2 separate regions of the Macaca mulatta genome follow, and region 2 is linked to region 1. A link is a contact called in public Hi-C data. All regions are on one chromosome and are shown on one strand. The core of a region is the stretch at or near the end of the contact, and the rest is flanking DNA. Distances in the headings are between cores, read along the strand shown. Region 1 holds the start of RHOC (ras homolog family member C). Region 2 holds the start of CTTNBP2NL (CTTNBP2 N-terminal like).

The links. A called contact is a pair of places that touch in the nucleus more often than the background predicts.
Region 2: a Hi-C map of fetal cortex germinal zone shows a contact between it and region 1, with 4 times the contacts expected there. The contact joins the promoter of CTTNBP2NL here to the promoter of RHOC in region 1. A contact is called at or near these places in 4 of 14 Hi-C or Micro-C datasets (blood, fetal cortex germinal zone, fetal cortical plate and 1 more).

What each region holds. Positions count from the first base shown.
Region 1 is chr1:127,549,683-127,556,563 of T2T-MMU8v2.0, reverse strand. It overlaps RHOC (ras homolog family member C), which reads right to left and starts at 2,767. Exons shown (of 5, transcript XM_015148464.2): 1 at 2,718-2,767. It overlaps PPM1J (protein phosphatase, Mg2+/Mn2+ dependent 1J), which reads right to left. Exons shown (of 10, transcript XM_015148456.3): 8 at 6,715-6,822; 9 at 6,418-6,569; 10 at 5,948-6,268. The coding sequence ends at 6,121.
Region 2 is chr1:127,871,435-127,878,315 of T2T-MMU8v2.0, reverse strand. CTTNBP2NL (CTTNBP2 N-terminal like) reads left to right here and starts at 3,871. Exons shown (of 6, transcript NM_001257547.1): 1 at 3,871-3,915.

The DNA.
Region 1 (6,881 bases), core at 1,518-4,017:
TAGCAGAACCAGCTACCAGGTGGTAGGTGGGTAAAGGAAGAATAGTTACAGAGTCCCTAGGTGCCAGGCACTCTGTCGGGCATTTTGGCAGGAATTATCTCCTTTGGTCCCCAGATGCCTGGGAGGTAGATGGTGTACTTTCCATTTTGACAAACTAGGAAACTAAGGCTCAATGAGGTTAAGACAGATTCAGAGCTGTGGCTTATAAGCGGCAGGGATAGCATCCATAGCAGGACTGTGTGACTCAAAGCCGTGCCTCTTCGACATGTCACCTCAGCGGTAGGAAGGAGAGCAGAAGCAGGGAAACCCAGAGGACAGGGGCAGCAGCCAGCCAGCTTCCCTGGTCCACCCCACCCCGTCCCCAAAGCCCCAAGTCATACAAAGGAGGCTCAGTCCCAGCAGTGCCCACAGCTCGAGTTTGGGCAGGCTGCCTTCCTCCCCCCTTCCTCCTGGGCCTGCCAGCAACACTGGGTCACTCAGCCCCTGGCAGGGGACAATGACCACACTGTAGGGAGCCACACATCCACCACAGCACAGTGACTGAGAAGAATCCACCAGGGAATCACCTCCACCCACTCTGGAACAGTCCCTTCCTCCCTTGGTCCAGCTCACCCACAGGCCCTGCCCACCCCTCCCTGTGACTCAGGGCAAGGAGTCAGCTTCCCGGGCTTCCAAGTGTCCCCCACCCCCAGCACACACGGCGAGCATCTGCACAGTTCATCACACCTTCGCAGCTTCCCTCACTTCCTCCTTCCCTGGGGAGGGGAACCGGCCTCCAGCCGGCTGAAGTTCCCAGGCTGCAGGAAGAGAGGGCGGGCTCTGGAGCTGAGATGAAGTCAAGGCTGTTGGGAAGGGGGAGGGGGCTAGAGTCTGGGTTGGGAGGAGTCCCAAAAGAAGAGACAAATGAGGGCCAGTCCCAGCACCAACCAGGCAGGGAGCAGTTAAGAAAGCGACGGTAACCTGATCTCGGCTTCAAACCTAGCTTTTTCTCTCAGTCCCACATCCTGTCAAACTGGGCTGACTGAAGGCCTCTACTCCCCACACCCCGCCACCACCTCACACTGCCCTTTAGGAAACGAATCCTCCAGCCCCAGGCCTGTTCCCTTCAACAGCAGATCCTAGGTGGCCCTTCCCTTGCCTCCACACACATTCACAAAACTGTCGGTTTTGTGGACGTGAGTCAGAGAATTTACAGGAGTTCAAAGTACACAGCCACACTCTTCCCACCAGAAAATGGACTCTCTCTGATTCCCCAGAAGACAAGCAAGAAGGCTTTCACCCTGCCGGCAGATAGCCTCCAGAAATGGAAACCACCCTCCAAAAAGAGGGTTCCTCGGGAATTCTATCCAGGTGACTGACGCTAGGATTTCTTCCAACTCCTCCACCCACTCCATTAGTTCACCTTGCCCTGTTTTGTAAAGATGGGCTGGGGTAGCCCCACCCTGGGGTGGGCAGTGTTGGAGGGCAATCACTACTGGGGTGAAAGCCAGTCACTTAGGCATGAGTATGTCACTGCTGTCCCCCCAGCAGGGTAATTCAGATGGCACCAGAGTGGAAAGAGGCAGAGGACAGAAGCCTGGGGTTGAGGCATGCGTTAAGGGACCTGGAGCCTCCAGCTCAATTAGAAGACCTTCCCTCCAGGCTATGGTTGGGCCGGAACAGCAGGCAGCCCAGGCCAGGCCAGGACACTAGGCCCAAGGCCAAGATGGCATGGATAACTCCCTATGGGAGGCAGCCCCAGAGGGACTGTCCCACTGACCCCTTAAGAGGGGCAACTGAGCCCCACACAGGTCCTGGAATGGAGCCTGGAACTTCTGGGGCCTTCCCCAAGACAAGACAGTGTGGATACACCAGATCTCTCTCCAACCGCTCTCTTGAATTCCCAGATGATCCAGAGCGGCCGGTTGACTTTGCTGACCCACCCTACACCTAGGGAAGGAATCCGTTCTGGAGATACCAGGAGATACCTCATTCTCAACTTTAAAACCAGAGTGAGGGTGGGACTCGGCCTCAGGATCCCAGCCCCAAAACCCCAGGATACACACACACACACACACACACACACACACACACACACACACACACACACACACACACACACACACACACACACACACACACACACACACACACACACACACACACACACACACACACACACACACACACACACACACACAGTTGGATCCTTCCCCATCTCCCTTATCCTCAACACAAGCGGGCTCCAGGAACCGTCTAGGGCGGCGTCCAGACCCTGCCGAACAGTGGCAGGTCCCAATGGTCACATCCCGCCCCTATTCCCGCCATGCCTCCCTCCTGGCCTGGAGGAATTCCCACCCCATCCCACTCTAGGTCCCCTGCGGCCGCCCGCCCTGGGGGCTGGAGCGTCTGAGTTGAGGCTCCCTCGCCCCTCACCCGGCGGGGCAGGTTCCAGGAAGCTGGAAGGAGAGGGGAAGGGGCTCCGACTCGGACCTCAGGAGGCGAGAGCCCCTGCCAGCAAGTCCGGGCCCCCTCGCTGCAGCCCGGGGAGGTGCCGACGCGGCCGACCCCCGCCCAGCCCGGATGCCGACTCCGCAGGGAGGGAACGGGGTCCAAGCCCAGGCCGAAGCCCCCTCCCTGCACGGGCCTCGATCTCCGGCCCAGAGAGGAAGGCAAAGTGCTCTCCCGGGGACGAGTTCCCAAGACGCCCCGCTGCCCGCAGCCCCGGCCCAGGGTACCTTCGGTTCCGCCGCCTCCAGCTGCGCGGCCGGTGCCTGAGGCTCAGACTGACCCCAGGGCCCCGCCCCGCCCTCCTCCAGCTCCGCGGCGGGGAGGGCGGGCCCGGCAGGGGGAGGGTCGGCTGGGGGCGGCCCTTGGCTCGGCCCGCCCCGGCCCCGCGCAGGGCGGCCGCCGCTTCCCTGGTCCGCAGGCCTGGGGCCGGGGGCGTCCACTCCGCCAGGTAGGGGAGGGCCACGGGGTTATTCCGGGACTGCGGAGGAGCCGGGCGAGCGGGGCCAGCACTACCTGGGTGAACTCACTCTGCCCAACCTTCCAGCCCCTAGGGGAGGACCGGCGTCGGGAAAGTTAAGAGTGCTCGGGGTGGGGTCAGGAAGGGCCGCTGCTGCCCTCCTGTGGCCAATCAGCCACCAGCTCTTGCTGCACCTGGGACCTCTCCGGAGGCGGGACTGGGAAAGGGCAGCCCCCGGCACGTCCCAGGGCCCGGCGTGGGTGTGTTGGTTGGGGGAGATGTCCACTCTCTTGTTCCTAGGATCGTACAGCCCAACGTCATCCCCCAAACTTGAAGACCTCTCAGAGCCGTTCAGACCCAGACCAGCGTTCCTCCTCACAATTCGCTTTCCTCCCTGGGCCTGGAATTTCCAGGAGTCCAATTCCTACCTACTCCTCAAAGGGTGCTCCTAGAAATGCTTCCGGATCCCAGCTGGGAATTCTGTTCCCACTTCTAGTTCTGACTTGGTGTATAGGATACTTACCTACACGCGTATCTCCTTTTCCTGTAAGGAAGCTGAGGAGGTGGGAGTAGAATGAGGACGTCCACCAACATTTCATTGGCTTGTGCTTGGGACACTACACAGCTTAACCCTTTCAATATTCATCACAGATCTTTGGGGAAAATATACCCATCCCTTTTTGCCCATAGGGAAGCTGAGGCTCAGAGAAATCAAGTGGCTTACACAAATGTTTTTGACTTGTGACAGCAAGAATTCACAAAGCCGGGCCTGTCTGGCTCCAAACTGGTGGTCTGGCCCTGCTACTTCCCAGGCTCCTCCAGCCTGTCCCTTCCCCCGTTGTCTAGCACAGTGAGTGGCACGTAATAGGTTGCCAACAAATATTTGATGAATGAATGAATGTTAGGAGTCATACAGACTTTATCTGAAGTGCAATCCAGACATTTGACAAATGTGAAAACTGAGGTCCACAGCAGTTTGACCCCAGGCCTCTTAACTGGCTCAGTAAACATTTCTTGAGGGTGAACTGAGAGCTATGTTTGGAAGATCCATTTCTGCCTTCAAACAACTTAAGAGTCTAAATGAGGAATGCAGACAATTTCAAGATGGCTAACATTTATTGAATCCATATTACATGGACCTGGGTCCACATACATTAACTACAAAAATCTCATGAGGTAGCTATCTTCATTTTACTGAGAAGCAAATTGAGGTTCAGAGAGGTTACAAAGCTAGTGCTGGGTCTGACACTAGAACCCAAACAACTGAACTCTAGAGCCCCTGTTCTTAATTGCCACTCCCTACTGACTCCTAATGTAGACAGTTATGATACAGGAGGTCATTGCTGTAGTGTGGGCCTGTGTGGCTGTGGGATACCCAGTCCTGAACAGCAGGTGAAGTTTTCAAGATAAGGTGATGTGTAGATTTCTTTAATTAAAAAATTTTAATTTTTTCTTTTTTTTTTTTTTTTTTTTTTGAGACGGAGTCTCGCTCTGTGGCCCAGGCTGGAGTGCAGTGGCCGGATCTCAGCTCGCTGCAAGCTCCGCCTTCCGGGTTTACGCCATTCTCCTGCCTCAGCCTCCCGAGTAGCTGGGACTACAGGTGCCCGCCACCTCGCCCGGCTAGTTTTTTGTATTTTTTAGTAGAGACGGGGTTTCACCGTGTTAGCCAGGATGGTCTCAATCTCCTGACCTCGTGATCCGCCCGTCTCGGCCTCCCAAAGTGCTGGGATTAAAGGCTTGAGCCACCGCGCCCGGCCTTTTTTTTTTTTTTTTTTTGAGACAAGATCTCTGTTGTCCAAGTGTGCAGGGCAAAATCTCAGCTCACTGCAGCCTCAACTTTCTGGGTTCAAGTGATTCTCCCACTTCAGCTTCCCCAGTAGCTGGGACTAGAGGCGTGTACCACCACACCTAATTTTTGTATTTTTTGTACAGATGGGGTCTTGCTATATTACCCAGGCTGGTGACAGGCCTTTTCTAATTATTTTGCTCATCTTTATTTTTGCTTCCCTTAGCTTACTTTGGGTTTAATTTGCTGTTCTTTTTCTAGCCTCTTAAGGTGGAAACAGATCACTGATTTGAGATCTTTATTCTTTTCTACTATAAGCAATACTCTTAATTTCCTTGGATGCTTAACTGCTTCCCACAGGCACTCACCACTACATTCAGCTATTTTTTTATTTTTCTGTAGAGATGGGGTCTCACTATTGCCCAGGGTGGTCTTAAACTCCTGGGCTTAAGCAGTCCTCTCACCTCTGCCTCCCAAAGTGTTGGGATTACAGGTGTGAACCACCATGCCCGGCAGTAGATGTTGGATAAGTTGGAGCTACTAAAAGCCCACAGTTATGCAAACCCCAGGAAGGTGGTGGTGGTGGTGAAAAATGAGGCTGGAGAAGGAAGCAGTGGCTGGATCATGAAGGTCCTTATATGCCATGCACAGGAGTTGAGTGTTGATTTTGTTCTAGGCGCAGTAAGGAGCCACTAAATGTAGGAGGCCAATATAGTAAAAGGTGGTGGTGACTGAAGGCAGAGAGAGGTGGAGACAAGTAGAGAAATATTTTTAAAGGTCTATAGTCAACAATACTTAGTGATCAATTACCTTGATGGGAAAGAAATGAAAGCAAAGGGTGACCAACTCCAGGATTTCTAACTGGAGCAGCAGAGCTGGTGCACATTGAGGGGATATACCAGGAGAAGGAACATGTTATGGAGGGCAGTGGTGAATTTAGTTTGAGGTATTTGAATTGAAGTGCCAGCGGGCTGTCCAGGAGATGACTGGAATGTGTGGATCTAAAGCTCAGGAAGGGTCTGGGCAGATGGGTGAAGCCACAGAAGTGGCCAGTGACACTCACAGCAAATGCGTGGAGTGGAAAGAGTGGCGGGCGGAATAAAGAACCTGGGGAATACCACATTTCTAGAACTGTTCTGGTGCTCTTTCCACCACCCCACAGAGCTTTCTTCTTATCTTTCAGTTTCTAGTCAAAGCAAATAAAGACACACACCTTTATCCATCTGGTTTATTTGCCAATAGCTATAATTTTGGATATAGCAGGCATCCCTTCTTCAGTTAAGCTGCCACTAAAGAAGGGTCAGGGAGACAACTTCAGAATTTGGGCTGTGAGAAGAGTAAGTATGGAGAGGCTGGGATGGTGGTGGGAGGGATGATGTTCAGCCCCTCAGGAGTAACTGCCTGGCCCTCCCAGGGGGATGACGAAGACAGAGATGTCATCCCCGGAACCCAGCTTGTTGTTGGGGAGACGCCAGCCACGGTCCCGGGGGGTACCCCGGGCCCCCAGGACCAGAGCTTGGGCCAGAGCTGTATACCTGCCAGAAGCACACATGCACATTCATGTACCAACATGTATGTGGGAAGACAGATACACAGGCCCACATGTGGGGTCCCAAGCATTGCTTCCCTTTGACCCTTCCTTCACCAGTGCCATCCCCTTACCACCATGCCATGCAGCCCCTACCTGCTATGGTCATTGGGCTCATAGGCCGACAGCACCCTGTCCACAGTGGCAGCCACCTCATAGTCAGTAGTGACATCCCACAGGCCATCTGTTCCCAGGACTAGTACATCATCTGGGCAATGCTCATATTGCGTCAGGTCATATACTCGTACCTGGTGGGAGAAAAGGGCGGAGAGGATTGAGGTGTGGGGTTTGCTGGACAGGGAGCCTGGGGATAAAGGGACTGCAGATGAAAGCTGGCCTGAGACCCCCAGAGAAGGCAAGAGGTGGTTTAAGGGGGACCACCGTATGGCTCACCTCAGGGAAGCAGGAGAGAAAAGGCTTGATGGGCAGGGTGGAACTGCAGACCTTAAGATTGTGGTCTCCCAAGCCTCGGGTCACCCCAATGGTGGCCATCACCCGAGCCTGAAAGAAATGAGGAGGGAGTGCCACTCTAGTCCTCTGCCAGATTCTCTGAGACCAAA
Region 2 (6,881 bases), core at 2,622-5,121, 320 kb before region 1:
TAATGCTTAGCACATAATTGAATAGCTTGATTAATGTATCTAGCATATATCATTATATTAAATCATAGGCTGAAATGATCTTTAGGAATTAGTCCACTACTTTCATGCCTTTTATCAATGAACTTAAATGGAGTTAAGTGAGAAGGCTACTTTGCCAAGTAAGTTTGTGTATCAGGTCGAATGGTGTCCCCCCAAAATTCATGTGCACCCATCTCACACTGTGAATTTATTTGGAAATAGGGTCTTCACAGATGTCATGAGTTCAGATGACATCATGGTGGATTAGAGTGGGCTCTAAGTACGACGTGAGTGGGTCCTTTATAAGAAGAGGAGAGGACATACAGAAACGCTGAGACATAGAGAGAAGAAGGCCATGTGAAGACAGAGGCAGAGATTGGGATGATGTAGTTACAAGCCAGTGATCACCGGGAACCACCAGAAGCCAGGTGAGAGAGACATGGGATGGAGCATCTCTCAGAGCCCCCAGAAGGAACCAACCTTGTCAACACCCTGTTATTTTTTTTTTTTTTTTTTTTTTTTGAGACGGAGCTTCGCTCTTTGTTGCCCAGGCTGGAGTGCAGTGGTACGATCTTGGCTCACTGCAACCTCCACCTCCTGGGTTCAAGCAATTTTCCTGCCTCAGCCTTCCAAGTAACTGGGATTACAGGCTCCTGCCACCACGCCCAGCTAATTTTTGTATTTTTAGTAGAGACGGGGTTTCACTATGTTGGCCAGGCTGGTCTGGAACTCCTGACCTCAGGTGATCCGCCCACCGCAGCCTCCCAAAGTGCTGGCACTACAGGGCTGAGCCACTGCACCTGGCCAACACCCTGATTTTGTACTTCTAGCCTCAAGAACTGAGACAGAACACATTTCTGTTGTTTTAAGCCACCCAGTTGAAAACTACTATAGTTGATGACAGAATGAGAACTAGACTCCAGATTTTTTAACCTCTAGTCTAGGCCTCTTTTACTTCATTGCTGCCTCCCCAAGCCAGCAACAAACATTTATGGAATACCTTCTTAGAAAGTTTACTTATTTGGAAAAAATCGACACAATCTGTAATTTTTAAGCACTTTAAGTTGTTGCCTGACACACAATAGGTATTTAATAAATATTTTACTGTCCAGTTGATAAAATGATAGACATTAAAATGTTATATTTTGTTATACAAATCTAAGATATTGTTATGAACCATTTTTTACCTCTGCATACACCTATGCACCAGACTCTAAATTTATTTACAAGGTTTGTATATTGAAGAATCCCAAGGCTCCATAACTCTCTCACTGCTACCGTCTCAAAGATACACGAGGTTCACAAGTCCTGCCTGTTCCCTACTTCTAGGGGTGAACAATTAAAAGGAAAGCAATCTGAACAGCCTTAGGACTCTGAATCCTACAAGGGTTGTTTTCATTTTTGCTGAGTCCATCTACACTCATTTAGGAACACGCAGAAGGGAAGCTAGGAAATCAGGGGAGCTGCCCATTGCTCTAAAGGAAGTAGGTCACAGGGCACTGCTCCCACCCACTCAGCCAGGGAAAAGAATGGGTGGTGGTGGGTTAACAGTTACAAAGGGAATGAGGGAAACTAGGGAGGACCTGCCGGGCATGGTGGCTCATGCCTGTAATCCCAGCCATTTTGGGAGGCCAAAGCGGGTGGATCACCTGAGGTCAGGAGTTCGAGATCAGCCTGGCCAACATGGCAAAACCCCATCTCTACTAAAAATACAAAAATTAGCGGGGCACAGTGACAGGTGCCTGTAATCCCAGCTTCTCGGGAGGCAGGAGGCGGAGGTTGTAGTGAGAGATTGCGCCATTGCACTCCAGTCTGCGAAAAGAAGCGAGACTCTGTCTCGAAAAAAAAACAAAAAACAAAAAACAAGGGAGGAGCTGATTCACTAGAACAACTCTTAGAGTGACTCAGAAGCTAGCAGAAAATAGCCTGTTCTCCCACATCTGCTTCATTGTCAGGCGATGAGGCACTTCCTCATTGCATACCCATAGGCAGAGCAAAGGGGAGGAGGAGGAAATGGGATTTTTCAAGTTCCTTTGCCTGTTCCAGCACCTAACACTCCATATTTGTAATCATTTCAGACATTTTATTTCCAGTCAGTATTTATTGAGTACCTACTCTGTGCCGGGCCCTTCATCTTACCTTTCAGATTGTCAGTGTTCAGAACACAAGGCATGATGCCTTTCTGAAGTTCGGTATATCCTACATCATTACACCAGATTCACTTATGCTGCTATTGAGCACCTCCACACATAGTCTTGCTGTCCTTCATGTATAGAGATGACCCTCCCAAGCCTAAAATCAACAGGGGGAGGCATGGAGCTTTCCTTCTGGCTCTAATGTTTGCTTTACAATCATCCACACCCATTTTTAGTCCACCATGTGAGAGCCAGTGTGAAGTGAGCAGAATATGGCATAAGTTTGGAGTCATACATCCTTACTGGAAATTATTTACTATTTACTAGCTCTATGACTTTATTTGACTTCTCTGAATCTCTATCTTCTCATCTGTAAATTGGACACAATGGTGTCTATCCTACACTGTAGGACAGATTTCTCATACAGTACTGAAGATGACATCAAATACCATTTAAATGAAAGTACATGGCACAGTGATAACATGATAAATACTCGTTTACTTCTTTCAGACTATAATCGCACAGACTGATCACATCCCTCGGTCAGACTGTAAACTGCATGGGGCAGGCGGCATCTGCCTTGAGGACTGTTTGCCTAGGCAAGTACTAGGTCCCTAATGCTGTCTTGCGAATTATAATTGCTAAGTTTAGGGATAATGTATTAAGTGTACTACATTATTTGTGCATTATAAATATTCGTCTCAAATATTTACTATATTGTATTTAAAATAATGTGGTTATCGTAAATGTAACCAGCTGAATCAATCTGTGAGCTGACAGCCATTCTGTGGAAATGGAATTCAGAAACTTTGACTTCAGGTAGGGATACAACTAGTTATACATCCACTCCCCTTTCTGAGTTACTCGGTCCTGCCTAAGACTTGCTGCCACCAAGATCTGCATTCCTGTGTTCACAAGGCAGACATTCCTTGCATCCTCTGTACTCTCCATTGTTTAACTTCACGGCAAACACCATTCCCCGCAATATAATGAGGCCAAGGACAGAAAAAAGTCGCCTCAGCTGGCAAGCATAGTGTGGAAAAACCTGCCACACAAATTTGCAATTATTCGACTTCTGCCTGGAAAGCAGGTCGGCTGGATTTATGTCCCCCAAAATTAGTATTCTCTTCTGTACAAACTGTGGTTGAGAGAAGGGTGATCTCCAGGTGTTTCATCTTTGCACCCTTGCTTGCAGCACCACGCCCACAGTCGCGTCCAGAAAAAAGAAAAAAAGGGGGGAGCAAGGAAGCCAGGTTTTCAACAACTAATTCATTCTAATGCAGACATCAAAGCCCACTTCATTTATTAACATTCTGGAAAAAATCCCAATCGATCAGGCCACCAGAGCCCTCCTTTCCTAAACTCCCCGTACAGTCAGGGAAAAGCACTAAGCACTAGCCACGGTCCTGCCCAGAAACCACGCAGAGGTGGAAAGTTGCAGACCAAGGGCCGGGAGGGGCACGAGCCCATCCTGAAGCCCGGGACCGAGGACGGCGCTTCCTCCCGGAAGTGACGCGAGCTCAATCCCAGCCTTGCTCTTCCCAAACAAAAGGGATCTTGGGGCCCCGGGAGGAGCCTGAATGACATTGGAGAAGCTCCGCCTCCAGCCGGCGCGGATTGGGGACAATGCTGGAGAAGCAAGGAGGCGATTGGCGCTGGTGAATGCCAATGCCCCCGCCGGGCGGCTGAGGGGGCGGGGCCTCTGCCGCTGTGGATGGGGAGTAGAGGCGGAGGGGAGCGGAGCCCGGTGCGTCGTGGAAAGGTAGGAACCACACTCCCTGGGGCTTGATGATGGCTGAGAGGCCGGGTTCTCAAGAGCAAAGCAAGTATAGGGGCACCGGTAGCTTCCCGCCGCTGTCCTAACGGCCTCTGGGCCCATCCCCTGAGGGGGCGGGGCCATCTCCTCCACCTCCCGGTATTCCCCGAGGAGGCGGCTCCTCATCCTTTGAGGGTCCTCACAGCTACTTTTTGTCCCTCGTCGATTCCCAGCTCCTCAGAAGGGGCTTCCCTCTGATACCCCTCATTCAAAGGCTCTTCCCACCCCGCACCTCAGCCTTGGAGGAGAGGACTCACAGGTACCGTACCGATTCTCTAGGCTGCCGCCCCCAACCCCGTTTTGCACCCCCGGAAGGCCAGACATCCCTCCCTACACCTGTCTCTGCTCTCCAGGGTGGGACTGGAGCTGCTTTCCTCCGTAAGATAAAATTAGTGTTTCCCAAAAAAGAGGGATGGGGCGAAGCAAAAATCAAAGACCGACCTAGACAGCCAGCTTTACCGAGGAAACGGCTTCTCCCACTTAAGTTCTTCCCATCCCCCATTCTCTGATGCTCAGTCTTCCTCCCGCCGCCCCTCACATCCTCTGGCCTCTTGTGAGGAGTCGAGAGCTCTCCTGTTTTGGGACTTCTTTGGACTCTGAAAGAGGGAGAACTAGGACCTCCTCTCCCTCGCCCTTTGTACCTTTCTTCTACTTTCTGTTCCTTCTGGGAGAACCCAGCCTCTAAGGGTTTCTTAGGTTTGAATTGCGTTTCATTTTTCCTTTTCCACCCTATTTCTTCTCTGAGAACTTGATGAAAAGCCATGTTATATTTCACAGTGAGGTGGGTGTGTTGGATATCTGCAGAGTTGGCTTTGTGTGGGCAGGAATGCAGTGTATGTTGCTTGACAGTCAATGAATAACACCATGTTTTCAAATGAAACAGTATACATAAGTAAATAAATAGCAGTGGATTAGGAATGAGTATATCCCAGTCTAGGATGGGCTGGTCCATTGCTCAGGGAGACTGCAGTTAACCTTGAAGGTATACTGCAGTTTGAAACAAAAGGCAGGAAGTGTTTGAAGAAAATTCAGGGTCAGTCATCTAGGCTTATGATTAATCTAGTCCTGTGTCCTTTGGTTACTCTCTAACCCCTTTTTTATAGTGTCTCCCCCGCCCCCAGGAAACATTCATGTATATTTTGATTGGTTTTACGATCATCTATCAAAATTTAGACGATGAAAAGTAATTTTTTAATCTCAGAGATCAAAGTAAATAAAGGCAAGGTGTTCTAGCTATTCATGTTTACCAAAAAGTGCCTCTAGTGTGCTCCTAAAGGTTTTGTCAAGTGGCCTTCATTTCAGCAGGTGCAAAGTGTTGATTTTGACCTCAAGTTAATGTCGTTGAATCCCCAGTAATCATCTATCGCTAGCACTTTTATATATTAAAATTTACCATATTTTTAGCATAGTTTTTTTTTTGCTTTCAATCTCAAGTCCACCTCCCCGCTGTCAACTATAGCCAAAGCTGATGGCAATGAAGTTCAAGGAGTTGGAATCACAGAGGGTGATTGTAATGACTGTTGTCTTTTACCTTCTTGATTAGACTTCCTGAGGGTAATTATTTTTGAATAGTTAGAATTGAAGGTTTCAGAGTGCTCACAGATCTTCTTAGTGAGCGTTTCCAAATCTCCAATAAGAAAGCACAAAGAAGAAACTGGAGGGTGTCTCTAGCAAACACAATGTGTGCTGCAATAGAAGGGTAAAACATGGGCTCCCTGCAATAACAGCAGAAAAAGCTAAAAGTAGAACAGAAAATCCCAAAAAGATAAGTTGTATTACATCAGCAGAGAACAGAAAATAAACTAAGGTAAGAGACTAAGCAAACCAAAGTTGTGGTGATTGCTGAGCTTTAATAGGAAAAAGCAAATAATGTTCTTTTATTATTTAGCACAGTAAGCAAGATCTGTTTGTTACACTTTTGGGTCTTGAAAATCTTTCCTTTAACCTTTTCAACACCTGTTTGGTCATGCCAGATGAAGAAAAGCGTACTATGCAGGGGATATATGTCTGATCTCTCTCCTTGAATTATAAATTCTTTGAGGGCAGATAGTAGTATTTTTTGTTTTTCGTCTTTGTCTCTTTCACAGTTCCTGGTATATAGTATGACTTAATGAGTGTTTGTTTAACTTAGTTTGAAGCTGTCACCTTAGGGTAGACTGAAAGGCAATGCACTGATTAGATGTGGCACAACTTGTTAGTATAAACCGTCTACTTGTTGTCTTCATTTAACTTGATTTTCCCCATCTGCTGTCTTATGAAATTCCAGTGTCTTAAGTGACTAAAATTTTGAATTTCTTATAAAGAAATATCTGTGAGGCAGGATGTGGTGGCTCATCCCTGTAATCCTAGCTACTTGGGAGGCTGAGGCAGGAGGATTGCTTGAGCCCGGGTGTTTGAGGTTACAGTGAGCTATGATCATGCCACTGCACTCTCCAGCCTGGGCAGCAGAAAGAGACCCTGTCTCTTAAAAAAAAAAAACAGTTAAAAAAAAAAAAAAAATATATATATATATATATATATATATATATATATATATATATATATATAAAATCTACTGGTTAGAAAATACTATTTTTACTGTCATGAAATTTGCACCAGACTTAAGAACATAATGAGTGCTAATCATTTCAGGATTTTATTGTTTTAAATATCTGACCCGATAGGAATGAAGTGAATTTAGAAGAGCTCACTAGGGACTGATTGTTTACTGATTTTTGCTCAAGAATAGTTTCTGAGGCCAGGCTCCGTGGCTCACACCTGTAATCCCAGCACTTTGGGAAGCCGAGGCGGGTGGATCACGAGGTCAGGAGTTCGAGACCAGCCTGGCCAACATGATGAAACCACATCTCTACCAAAAATGTAAAAAATTAGCTGGGTGTGGTGACATGTACCTGCAATCCTAGCTACTCGGG